Regions from separate parts of the Zea mays genome. Here region 2 is linked to region 1. A link is a contact called in public Hi-C data. All regions are on one chromosome and are shown on one strand. Each heading gives the region's core, a stretch centred on a gene start, on an enhancer-like site or on the middle of the called end of the contact. The rest is flanking DNA. Distances are from core to core; before and after follow the strand shown. Region 1 has its middle 23 kb from the start of LOC109943633. Region 2 holds the start of LOC103635536 (protein phosphatase 2C 32).

Region 1 (3,598 bases), core at 967-3,466:
GATGGTAAAAATACTTGAGATTAAACTATGAACGGGTAAACAACACTCCAGCTCCCAGAGAACGAAGTGGCAGCTGCCAAAACATTCTCATTCTAGGGATGATACTATTTATGGTCAAATACTAATGCGACGAGTAAGAGAGCATCGACTGCCAGGCACAACTGAACACAAGACGACTCATCACATCGGTACCTTAAAACAGGGCAGAGCACACGAACAGCAATACCTACACATTGCACAAGCGACAGCCAAGCCCATCATGCCTCCACCAACGATAGCAACGTCTAGCACATCGGGCGGATCCTTCTCGGCGTGATCCTACACGTTAATTGAGAAAGAGTGAGTAGCAGGGCACACGCTGGAACCGTAAGTCCGCACGGAGCAATCACAGTTGGGCACCGGATGCCTAAATCCTACACGGCAACAGGAGGAAGAGTGATCGGGGGTGAGTACCTGCGGGCTGGGCGTCCCGTTGGCCCCCGCATCCGCACGCGAGGCCGGCGCGTCGCAGAAGGCCCTCGCGAGTGGCCGGATCCGGGAGATGCCGAAATCTGAGAGCGGAAGGGGACTGAGGGCATCACGGAGGTGGGATTCATGGGGGATGGGGGCAAGAGAGAGGACCAGGAGTGAGGTGGCGGCGTAGGGGCGCGGACGCGCGATGCCATGGATGGAAGGGGGCGATGGAGTGCGGCTGCCATGGGCGATTCGCGGCGGATCCCTAGCGCGGAGGAAATTTGGGAGCGGGGCGCGCCTGCCTTGAATCTGCGCGCGGAGATGGCGGTGTGGTAGGGGCGTCGGAGGGAGGCGGGGCGCAGGGGTACCTGTCACGGTGGGGGAGGCGGGCGGAGGCCTCGCGAGCTTGGACAGTATTCATGAGCATCCGGGCGAGCGGGTGCCTCCACCACGAGAGCGTGCCGAGACCGGGCGAGCGGGCGGGATCCATGCGCGGACACGGCGAGATCCGGGCGAGCGGGCGTGCCGGGATCCGCGGCACCTTCCATCGGCGGCGCGGTGGAGGCGTGCATCGTGGGCGAGATCCGCGGGTGGGTTCCATTGCGGACACGGCGAGGTGGAGCACAGGGGGAGGGAGAGGCAGTGTGGGAGGAGGGCCGGGATCCGCGGCACCTTCCATCGGCGGCAACGGCAAGAGGACCTTCCATCCACGCGCCATAGGCAGAACCGTTCACCACTCAAATGTGTGGACGTCTACACTCCGCTCTTAAGGAGTAATAGGGATATATCCGCGATGCATGGTTTTTGTATTGGCCACTGATCATTCTTATTTCTCTACTATTAAGCGTGTACAAATGCATTTATATATTGCGCAGTTCCTTTCACCGATAAAAAATTAATTTCAATTTAGATGATCAAGTATACGGTTCATTCACCTAGATCGATGATGACGATCAATCTGTCCCTTTTCGTTAACTAGTGATCTAGTTTATATATAGCCCATGGGGATATGCATGATGCCGTTGGCATCGCCATCGTTAGACGCACAAGTAGACGGGCCGCCTCTATAGCTAGCTAGCTAGCAAGGTGCTCGGACAGCTCGTACTAGTACGCTACTATGTGCAGACGCTCTCGCGTGCTCATGTCTGCACGAAATCAACGTCGTGACGTTGCTTGCCACTAGTGTGTGTAAAATCAGATCGGATATTTGTTTTCGTATTTTCTCTTCGGACTCGATTCGGATATATATGGATATTATCGAGTTGTGTTCGATAAGATTTAAACGGATATCGACATCCTAATTATCCAACTTTGAGGATACGAATACGGATACGAATATAAATAGGATACTCAACAGATATTGAATACCAAACTCGAATACGGATTAGATCTTAAGCCTCTTAGATAGATCCCATCGATTCGAATATAGATGAATAATATTTTTACCATTTACACGCTAGTTGCACTCGCACGCGGTGTATGTCCTCAGGCATATGCATGGTGATGTATATATGTGCAAGCATCTACGTCGCCTATACTATCTCTAGGGTTTGCCACGAATGCAAAAGGTCGTTCTTGATCTTGAATGGGCCAAAATGATATGGAAAAAACATGGGCCCTAGCTATCTTGGACGAAATGATCTCTTGAATGGGCTGCTTGTGCGGTATTTCCTTTTGGGGCTAAACGCACCCGATACGACACAGTAGCCACAACAACATCACCAAGCCCATGGACCAAGGCCACGCTTCGGATGGGCGAGCTGTTCGCTTTGAGGGGGATACCGCACAGGGCCCACGATCGGCTCCGGCAGTCTATGGCAATGCCCCCAATGGTGCTGCTAATAACCAGGCGGGCCGGGAGCCCGGGACCCATTAATTAATCTTGAATAAAACGCTGAAGGACGAAGATCGACTGTGTTTTAGCACCGTATGTATACTTGTCCAAATTTTCATTTTCAAATTAACAGAGACATATCATGTACGAGTTACAAGCCATTTATATATAGGCATCGATTCTTTACTTATCTTGTACTCTCACTCTCTATGTTTTAAATTACGAGCTATTTTTAGCTTTTTCTAGGTACATTGTTTTTACTGTATACCACAATCATGAGTTACAACATAACCCGCCAGCGCGGAGTATAGACTTAGGACCCCATCATCATGGTAGGTCATCATGTCAAGAAGACCTAGTTACGAGAAGAATAGTGTGAGGCCGAGACCCATGCCACATGCCCGAGACCCTTGATACACACATCTTAACCAAGCTCTCTTTCTGTGGACGCCCTCGCCAATCCATTGAGGGGGTCTGGTTGCGACACATGTCGCTGGTGGGCCTTGTCCCTGATGGATCTAAATGTGGCACATGTCCCAGGGCTCCGGTGCCCATGAGAGGCCTCTTGCGTCCACCCGCTCCACCGACCACACATTAGGGTCTAGGCACGTCACGTGCCCCAGCCCCCCAATGCCTCTAAAGGCTTTGAGCTCACCACATGTTTAGCCACCCACATGCGGCTGATCAAGAAGTTAGTGGAGTCAGAGAGTTGTTGTGCCTATACAACAGGACCAATGCGGCACTGTGGGCGCATGCATGAACGAGGGGCCTAGCTATTAGACCGACCCCACATAACTTGTAAAACCCCTCTCCCTTGGACTATGAAAGGGAGATGGGGACCCCTTCTAAAGGGACAGCGCAAAAAACACCTCGAAGAGAACACCACAAATAGAACACAAATTCTCGATTCCCACACACACACTTAACCATTTCGCCCTCCAAGTAATACAATCAAGCAACCTAGAGGACATATGATATTACTCTTTAACGTCCTGAACCTTTTAAAATCTGATGTATCTCGTGCATCACACACGCTCCCACGTCGTGTATTTGCTTTGCTAGTATTTATCATAATGACTTATGGTTGTTCTCCGTTTCATAGTTTTTACTTCTTGCTAGTAGTTTGGGTGAAGTTGGGCTCATGTCTAGGGTTTAATTTTTTTAAGAATTTTAGAAAAGCACAATTCACCCTTCTCTTGGACATCATGATCCTTTCACATGTTACCATTAGTGACAAAAAAATACTAAAAAGCCTTTTAATATCGTTTTTTTGTCAGCTGGTGTTACCAACCAGTAGTAAATCAGGCTTTT
Region 2 (3,739 bases), core at 394-2,893, 44 kb after region 1:
CAATAATGTGTTTGGGTCTTATATTACGGCGAGTGAAATCAAGATGATCTATATACCGTTGCAAGAGTAAGTTAGTAGATGAGATAGATGATGGGTTTGTATGAGTAGAAGACTTGAGTTTTAGACTATATGTACTCATACTACTTTAAATTAGTAGTTAAAAGAAATATTTTATCTTTATCGGTCATTACTTAGATTCTCTACTTTATATTATAATTTATCGTAGTGATATTTATTTCATACATCAACTTTATATCAACTACGCATGTTATATATATCTTTTTTTTTTTGCCTCCTACCGCCACACTGGCTGTTGTCGCTCGGCGTCGTACTTGCTGCATGAACGTGTGGAGGCAGGTCTCCACTCTCCACTGACACATCTCTGGTAGAGTAAAAAAAATAGAGACGCTGCAAATAGCGTTTTGTTTGGCCTCCCTAAGTTTACAGTAGACTATAGAGTACTCCATTGTAGCAAGTTTTACTCTATATCTAGCCTTATATTGATGGAGTATTGTTTAATGGATCATCAAATGCTTATTCATAAAACGTTAAGGCTCTAAATAAATTTTAGCTCAAAAATAAACAGAAATAAAGCTCGATCTTAATCTGATCTGATTTTTAAATTTTTTAGTGTAAAATTTAGAGTTTATTGGTATCCCTAACAGTACCTCACTGTTGATAGCCATACCTTAAGGAGCTAGCATGCTTGATTAGGAATAATGTCTTCCGGATATGAGCAAAACCCCACCAGAGTCCAGCCTCCATCGTGGCGACGACAACGACCATGATGAAGGCCAAAGGGTGTCCCGTTGGCGTGGGGCCATCCAGCTCCAGCCTGCTCCTTTTCTTTGCTTTGACTCTCGCAGTTGCAGCACCACCAAATCCAATGATGCAAGAAAACAATAGGCAGGAGACAAAGGCGGGCGGCAGAGAAAGAAAAAGAAAAAAAAACTGACAGTAGCCCCAAAGGCTCAAAATATTTAAAAAGGCAGGTCTGCTATAGATTATGAGGGCATGTATAATCCATAGTCGTTAGATCGATTTTCTAAGTAAAAGTGACAACTAATTTAAAAACTTAGATCATAAATAAATATACAGAGTTTGTCCCTTGATTTTGTTCAGTTACTTTATTAGAACATGTATAATGAGTGTCTTGATACATGTCTTCGAATATATTTAAAGGGTAAATATAAAAAAACTCAAGACACGTATCTTGATAAAGATTGTGTCTTGGCTCTATACTCGAAACAGTGAACTAGCTAATTGATCAATTCAATTTATTGAATATTTTGATTGATGCAATAAATATAGTAATACACATGTTTTAAACATGTCTACTATATTATAGTGTTTTAGTTGTATTTTATACTTGGAGTACCATGCTAGTGCCAGTGCTGTATATACCTCTAGATATCTCTTAAGAGACCATCTATTAATTAGGCTTATATGTGCCCTGAGGGTGGACATGCATAACGAGTGAGCCTTTCTTCACAAAGACAAAGACTTTTATCAGAGTTGAATATTCTCATTTGCAGATGAGAATTTAATTAGGGGGGGGGGGGGGGGGGGAGCAAATGCAAATGGCGTAGCATAATCAGTAAGACAAAACCGGCCTACCTCCGCAAGCGTCTCAAGTCAGAACTGAAAGCAAAACACCATTCGATTACATAACTGATGTGCAGGAGCTATATAGAAAAATACATGAATTTTATAGAGATCTGCCTAGTTTTAAGAAAAGAAAAAAAACGAAGAAAACAGAGGGGGGTACATCCAAAAGTGGCGAGGAGAGAGGGAGACGAAACAAACGAGAACAAGCAAGGTAGGCAAGAACCAAAACAGGCGAGGCGGCGAGGGACCAGCGTGCAAAGCGAAGGCGACCAAGCAGGCAAGCCTCCCTGCCGACCAGCGACTGGCGTGCTGCGTGCCGGACAGACGGAGGAGGAGGAAAGCCGAAAGCACCAACTCCCCCTCTCGAGTCTCGTCTCCTCCACTCCACTGCACTCGGCGCTCCACTCCACTTCCTCCCTCGGTCGCTTACGCAGCTTCCAACGATTCCATTCCCAGCTCCCTCCTCATCCTTTCCGTTCCTCCCATCCCCCACCCAACCCGTTTCAAATCGCACCAAAACCCCCCTCGAAGACCTGGAGCGAGGCCTGCCCCTTCCGCGCTCGCCCCTGCCAGGTGTAGATCCCCCATTCCTGTCGCTCGCTCGCCGCCGGCCGGATTCCTGATCCGACGGGAGGTCTTGTGCGGAGGCGGGAGGCGCTGTTGCGTGCCTGCCTGATCGGTTCCTGCTTCCTGCGAGTTGGTGGTGGTGCGGCGGCGGCGGCGGGTTCTGGCATGGGGTTGCGCTGCCGGGGCATTTCCTCGACCAGGCGGTGGGCGGCGGCCTAAGATGCGAGGGCGGCTGGCCCGGGGAGTGGGGCACCAGGTCGGGGATAGCTTCTCGCCGTGCGCCAGCCTCCGCCTGCTCATGCTGCCGGCCGCCCGGGGCCCTCGGCGACGGGCATTGGGGCGCGCTCTCCCCGCGAGGTGCTGACGCTGACGCGCGCGCGGCGCTACTAGCCGCCAGCCGCCCGCCATGGGCAACAGCACGTCCCGGGTCGTCGGCTGCTTCGCGCCGCCCGACAAGGCCGGCGGCATCGACCTCGACTTCCTCGAGCCGCTCGACGAAGGGCTCGGCCACTCCTTCTGCTACGTCCGCCCGGGCGCCGTCGCCGACTCGCCCGCGATCACGCCCTCCAACTCCGAGCGCTACACGCTCGACTCCAGCGTCATGGACTCGGAGACCCGCAGCGGGTCCTTCCGCCAGGAGCCCGCCGACGACCTGGCCGCCGCCGCAGCCGCCGGCCTGCAGCGGCCCTGCAGGAGCTTCGGCGAGACCACCTTCCGGACCATCTCGGGGGCCTCCGTCAGCGCGAACGCGTCCTCCGCCAGGACGGGCACCCTCACCGTCTCCCTTATACGTGACGTGCAGGAGCCCGCCGCCGCGTTCGAGAGCACCGCCTCCTTCGCCGCCGTGCCCTTGCAGCCGGTGCCGCGGGGGTCGGGCCCGCTCAACACCTTCTTGTCGGGGCCGCTGGAGAGAGGGTTCGCCTCCGGCCCGCTGGACAAAGGCTCCGGCTTCATGTCTGGGCCATTGGACAAGGGAGCCTTCATGTCAGGCCCCATCGATGCTGGCAGCAGAAGCAACTTCTCAGCACCTCTTTCCTATGGACGGAGGAAGCCTCGTCTGAGGCTTCTTGTACATAGGATTAGTAGACCCATGAAAACCGCACTGTCCAGAACATTCAGCAGGAGCTCACAAAATCCAGGCTGGGTTCAAAAGTTTCTGTCGCATCCTATGTCTCAACTGCCCTGGGCAAGGGACGCAAAGTCCAGATCAGAAGGTTCACAGGATGGATTGGAATCTGGGATACCCGAGCCTGAGTATAACGTGACAAGGAACCTTCAGTGGGCACATGGAAAGGCAGGGGAAGATAGGGTTCATGTTGTTCTATCCGAAGAGCAAGGATGGTTGTTCATTGGAATTTATGATGGATTTAGTGGCCCTGATGTGCCTGACTTTTTAATGAGCAATCTATACAAGGCCATTGATAGAGAACTGGAAGGATTGCTCTGGGTTTATGAAGACAGCTCTGAAAGGAGTGATCATGTATCGACTCATGAAGAGGGTGGATTGGTTGCTGCTTCTGTGGATGCTCCTCATGATGATAGTGGCCAGTGCCAGAGTGACAGT

The links. A called contact is a pair of places that touch in the nucleus more often than the background predicts.
Region 2: a contact with region 1 is called in a Hi-C map of tassel, with 5 times the contacts expected there. The contact joins the promoter of LOC103635536 here to the enhancer-like site in region 1. A contact is called at or near these places in 4 of 25 Hi-C or Micro-C datasets (endosperm, leaf and tassel).

Annotation. Positions count from the first base shown.
Region 1 is chr1:64,521,560-64,525,157 of Zm-B73-REFERENCE-NAM-5.0, forward strand. No RefSeq gene overlaps it. Among protein-coding and RNA genes, the nearest start is that of LOC109943633, 23 kb to the left of the region's middle. Within about 2 kb of position 2,217, at least 17 of the 20 cell types and tissues checked have an H3K27ac peak or open chromatin away from gene starts, as enhancers often do. A contact at or near this core is called in endosperm, leaf and tassel, where this site is marked.
Region 2 is chr1:64,565,998-64,569,736 of Zm-B73-REFERENCE-NAM-5.0, forward strand. It overlaps LOC103635536 (protein phosphatase 2C 32), which reads left to right and starts at 1,644. Exons shown (of 4, transcript XM_008657970.4): 1 at 1,644-3,739. The coding sequence starts at 2,582.